Regions from separate parts of the Mus musculus genome. Here region 2 is linked to region 1. The links are chromatin contacts, called in public HiChIP or PLAC-seq maps. All regions are on one chromosome and are shown on one strand. The core of a region is the stretch at or near the end of the contact, and the rest is flanking DNA. Distances in the headings are between cores, read along the strand shown. Region 1 holds the start of Lmcd1 (LIM and cysteine-rich domains 1). Region 2 overlaps Lmcd1 (LIM and cysteine-rich domains 1).

Region 1 (2,611 bases), core at 68-2,567:
ACTAAGTCTGATTGGATGCCATGTGCAGAAGGAATCACTAGGCTCAGGAGTGGGAGGGCAGGAGGTCTGGGGCTTCCCCTCTCCCACCTCCATTCTCCCTGAGCTCTACGGTCTCTTTTTCTCTCCTTTGCTTTTCTACCTCCCACCAAATGTCAGCAAAGGAGAACTTTGCCCTGCAAGATTGAATACTCTGAGAGAATAGCTTAATAATTACTGCTTGGGCATGTTAGCCTACATTATCAAGATTGCTGTTAAAAGTACTGGCTGTCTCTCCTCCTTACATTCTAGATAGGGAAAGAGCGGCTAAGGATTTGAGTTTATCGCTGTTGTACAGCTAAAATGTGCCAGACCAAGGGCCAGGGTTTGAACATCTCTGTCCCCTGCAAGCCACCTCTCTTTCACCCATGCCTCTTATTTCCCCATCTGGGAAGCCATTGCTGCTTTCCTGTCCCCTACGTCTTCTCATAGCCCAGTCTTCTGCTTTCAGTGTACCTCAGGTAAGCAGGCAGCCAGTTTAGAGCTGTAGGCACAGCTGCTGGCCCCGCCTGCAGCAATTTACCCGTGACCTTCTGGGCTCTGGGCCAGCCCTTCTTGAAAGGGAAACGTGCAGACTCTGGGGACAGAAATTAGTTCCCCTGAGCTAGAATGGCTGCTATTGCCAACTGCACCAAAAGAAACTATTCTGTGTGCTGGGGAAACCACACAACTCTGGGAGGCTAGCGAAGGGGGAGGGGCTGCATCACAGTCCCCCAACCTTCACTAAAGGCACATCAGGGGGTTGGAGGGTACAGGCAAGGGAAAGCCAAGACGTTTCCCATGACCACAAATAAGCGTCTATTCCCTCCCTCTAAATTTTAACTTTAGTTCACCTTTAATCAGCATCAATAAAGAACTACGGCACAGTGCAAATACTTTCTTAACAATGGCTTTAAGGGCAATTTGGAGAGGGGTCAACCTGTCACCTCAAATAAGTATTGTCACCTATTCTGTTTTCTGTGCTTTCTGTGGATTTGATGCAACCATTAAAGTGTCCCTAGGTACTCAGTGCGTCTGAGAGCAGTGGGATCTGAAGGATACAGGAATACAGAGGGGTCTCGCTCACCTTTTGCACTCCAGGGTTGAGGTCCTTAGCCACTTTTGCCATCCTGGCGGTGCAGAAACAGCACCTGGCTTCTCAGGCAGGGGCCAGAGGGAGCGCGCAGCCTGGACAGCGCTGCTGAATGGCCAAGTTCAGGTTCCTTTGCCTGTGTGCAGCCGGCGGCTCTGTGCTCAGAGCCGCGCCGCTGCCCGCTTTAATTGGAGAGCGGGACTCCCTCTAAAAAGTGACCAGCCAATGCGCGTGGACACCCACTCCAGGCCAGCCAATCAGAGCAAAAAGCTGCATCCCTCCCTTAGGGTGGCCTCTGCAGGGAGGCTGAGAACTTGGCTAAACTCTACCCTGACGTCAGCTTAGCCGGCTGCCCTGCCACCTCGGGCTCACAGCTGTCCCCTAGGCGGCAGGAATCCCTCCCCACGCCCTTCTCCTTTAAAGGGCAAGGAGCAGAGGGAGGGGCAGAGGAGACCCAGGCAGATCCATTCAGGTCAAAAGAGAGAGCAAATAGGAGAGCCAAGGTATTTTTAGAGAGCTGGGTCCAAAAATAAATGCTGAGCAGTGCTCTCTGCCCACCTCTTCCCCCTTGTCCCAGGGGGGTGCGCGGGGGCAGGTGGTCTCCAGAAGCCTCAACTGACCCTAACCTGGCTAAGGTCTCTAGTAACCAGAGAGAAAAGACTCTAGTACATTATCATTTGTTAAAAACAATAGCCACAAAAATTTTTTTAAAAATTTAAAATATCTTTTTTAAAAATAACTTTTAAACTTCTCAGAGGAAGAAAACAATATTCTTTCTCTCTCTCTCTCTCTCTCTCTCTCTCTCTCTCTCTGTGTGTGTGTGTGTGTGTGTGTGTGTGAGAGAGAGAGAGAGAGAGAGAGAGAGAGAGAGAGAGAGAGAGAGTGCATGTGTGTGGAGGTCAGAGAATAACTTGTGGACATCAATTCTCTCCTTCCACCAAGTGGGCTCCCAGCATCAAACTCTGGTCATCAGGCTTGGCAGCAGCAAATATCCATACCCAGGGAGCCGTTCCCATATTATAGCTTCAAAATTATTTTTATGGTTCCAACTGAGAAAACGAGGAGAGATAGTCAGGTGATCAAAGGTGTGCTCTTCGATAGGACTTGTTTAGTCTAAAACGGTGAGATCGGAACTGGCCCCAGGGGTTGGAGCACGAGACTGTAAAGGATAGACTGTGAAAATTAGTAATTAAGTCTTGCAAGTCTGGATGAGCAAAATCTATCTGTTTCTCACCCTTGGAATGAAGTATCCATGAAACATCTAACAATGGTTTCTGTAAGTTGGCCAGGCTGTTTGCTCCGGAGCTCACGTTGCTCTCGGAGACTGCTTTCCCGACTTCGACTCCCCTGCCACAAGAGAATACAGAACAGGTACCTTTTTATCCAGAACAATCCTGCTTCACCTGTCATGAGGTGAGGAGGCCTTTCTACAACCCACATGGGCAAAATCTCCTGCCAGAAACTGGGATTCCAGTGGGTGAAAGTGAAAGATTGCCTGCAGGA
Region 2 (2,611 bases), core at 30-2,529, 47 kb before region 1:
AGGCACCACACACACACGGTACACATATATACATTTAGGCAAGCACTCATACAGATAAAAGTTTAATAATAATTTTTTTAAATTAGAAAGAAAAATCACACACACACACACACACACACACACACACTGATTTATAGGGTAATTTTGGGGATTAGATAAAATGACATGAACATTTCCAGGCTTGTTCCTGGCATAAGTAAATAATGGCAGCTTGCAACATTGTAACCTCTTAATCATCATCACATTATCATCACCACCATCATCATCACCATCACTAGGACCATCACTGACACCATGATCAGCATCATCATCACTAGGACTATCCTCACCATCCCTATCATCACCACTGGCACCTTTATCACCATTACTACGATCATCACCATCATCATCTACACCACCATCATCACTGTTATTGTTATTATTACTATCTCCAACTATCATCACCAACACTCTCACTATCACCACCATAACAATCAACGTTACTTTTTAACCTATCAAAGCAAAAAGCAAAAGGAAAAAAATTAAAAGGATGAAACTCAAATAATTAGAAAAAAAACAAAACAAACCTGAAGATAGTTTTTTTTTCTGGCTCAGGGGTCAGCAAACTACATTTCTCCATGGATCAACTCCTGCCTACTTCCCTTCACTTTTGGAAATAAAGTTTTATTGGCTCACAGCCAATTACTTGTTTAGATAGAGCCTATAGCAGCATGATACAGTGTTGAGTGGAGGTGACAGGGCCTGCTACCTTTTATATATTCTCCCTCTGTCCTTTATTGAAAATAGCTTGTCACTGGCTGTTTTAGTCAATGGAATATTATGCAGCCCACTTAGAAGAAGGAAAAAAAAATGACTGTAAAAGTCACATGTTCACATGGGAAAGTATTTATAGTATAAAAAGTGGGATAAAGGGATTTTTCTCTTTGGAAAAATGATCTTTTTAAATGTCATTAAAATATCCCCACCGAGAAGGAAGAAGGCAGAGGCTGAGGAGCCTGGTTACCATGATGATTTTGAGGGCTGCCCCCAATTTCCCACTCACGGGCACCTTGGTCAGGGAAGGTGAAGGGACCACGGTTGGCTGTGCCTGGGTGGTTCCTCACTGGTCTCTATACCTTTACTCCAGTTCAAATAAAGGTGGCTCACAGAGGGGCTGAGGCAGCTTTGAGTCCCTGAGTAGGATTGGCAGGAAAGGCAGCCAGCCTGCACAGCCCACAAGCCAAACATCTGCTCCGACAAAAAACTTGGAAGTCCCTTGCCCACAAATATGTCCCTTCTGGGACGGGCCTCAGCTTGAGCTGCCAGTGGCTGTAAGTTTCCATCAGAGAGGCCCTCCTATGGAGGAGGGTGGAGTCGAAGGCCCATTGTACCTCCCTTTGCATTTTTGTGGGGAGATGGGGGAGAAAGAGTTGGCATCCCACTGAGTATCTTGGGATCTTATGAATGCACTCTCAAGGCTTCGGGAGCCTCCACACCCTCCTCTTCTTTGACTCTCAGTTGCCTGCTCTCAGATCACCTGTCCCGAGGAAGGGCCATGGAGAAGTGGGAACGCTGGGGGCACAGGGGAAGGATGTTTAGCCTTAGAGAGCCGAGAGTACATTTTATGCTCTGTTCTGGCATTCTGTCCCCTTTCTTGAGTTTCAAGTGTGGGATGGTGGAAAGGCGGAAATGCCTGGGCACAGTGACATGCCTGGGAACCCTGTATATTCAATTTCCAAGTGAACATCCACTGAGCTCTCCAAAAGCAAGGAAACCGCCTGTCAGCAGTCAGAGCATGTGTAGAACAGGCATCCACAAATCCTATCCAGGAGAGAAAAATGGGGGCTGGGGGCTTGAAGAGAGAGTGAGGAGCTTTGGTGGGGTATAGCACAGGTTTCTGGCTGTTCACAACTCCCTGGCCAGAGCCTTGAGATGCTCCTGAGACCCATGAGGAGAGACTTGGGCTGGGGTAGGGTGTGCTTCTGATCTTTCTAGAACACAGAGAAAAGGGCTTCAATCTCCAGCAGGCTGGGCTGTGAAGGATGTCAAGTGCCGTGGTTCACTCCAGATATACAGATCTCCATCCTTTCTAGGAACTGTTCTCAGGACTGCTCACACCACACTGCTAGCAACAACAAGACTTGAATCAGTCCACTGCTACTTAGCAAACTACTATGGTCGTGTCCCATATGGGCTCTTTATCTGGATAAATTGTTTGATGTCTTCAAGCTAACTCATGATCATCCCAAAGATTTAAAGATATTGAATTAGTCTTGGTGATTTGAAAAGCTAGTCTCTCCCTCCCTGCCTCCCTCCAGGAGTGACAGCAGATGAGTTGGTGCTTGGGAGTATTTATTTCTACCTTGGGATTTTCTTATGGAGAGGCCTTATTGAAGGATCCGTGGCTGAGGGTGTTTCTACCATGCTTTTTTTTTCTTTCACTATCAATGTGATGATTGTGATCTGTGATCTATTTTGAGGCTGGCGCAGACAGCCACGCCTCTTAGTTAGTTGCCCAAGCACACAGATGTACTTCTGATGATTTAGGCCAATGTGCCTTATTGGCAGGTCTACCTGACATAGTGGACTTTGAAAGCTAAGCCTGGCATCGGGATCTATGAACTGACCTCAT

The links. HiChIP or PLAC-seq counts read pairs in DNA pulled down with a chosen protein or histone mark.
Region 2: an H3K27ac HiChIP or PLAC-seq map of embryonic stem cells shows a contact between it and region 1, with 8 read pairs. The contact joins the enhancer-like site here to the promoter of Lmcd1 in region 1. A contact is called at or near these places in 5 of 39 promoter capture datasets (the 3T3-L1 cell line, epiblast stem cells and liver), 5 of 484 Hi-C or Micro-C datasets (the C2C12 cell line, the MC3T3-E1 cell line, nephron progenitors and 1 more), 5 of 115 datasets of contacts at active chromatin or transcription factors (astrocytes, cardiomyocytes, embryonic fibroblasts and 2 more) and 3 of 9 other capture datasets (adipose tissue, liver and pancreatic islet).

What each region holds. Positions count from the first base shown.
Region 1 is chr6:112,272,464-112,275,074 of GRCm38.p6, reverse strand. Lmcd1 (LIM and cysteine-rich domains 1) reads right to left here and starts at 1,317. Exons shown (of 6, transcript NM_144799.2): 1 at 1,103-1,317. The coding sequence starts at 1,144.
Region 2 is chr6:112,319,604-112,322,214 of GRCm38.p6, reverse strand. All of the region lies in intron 4 of Lmcd1 (LIM and cysteine-rich domains 1), which reads right to left. Among named protein-coding and RNA genes, the nearest start is that of 5031434C07Rik, 31 kb to the right of the region's middle. Within about 2 kb of position 1,279, at least 23 of the 459 cell types and tissues checked have an H3K27ac peak or open chromatin away from gene starts, as enhancers often do. A contact at or near this core is called in embryonic fibroblasts, where this site is marked.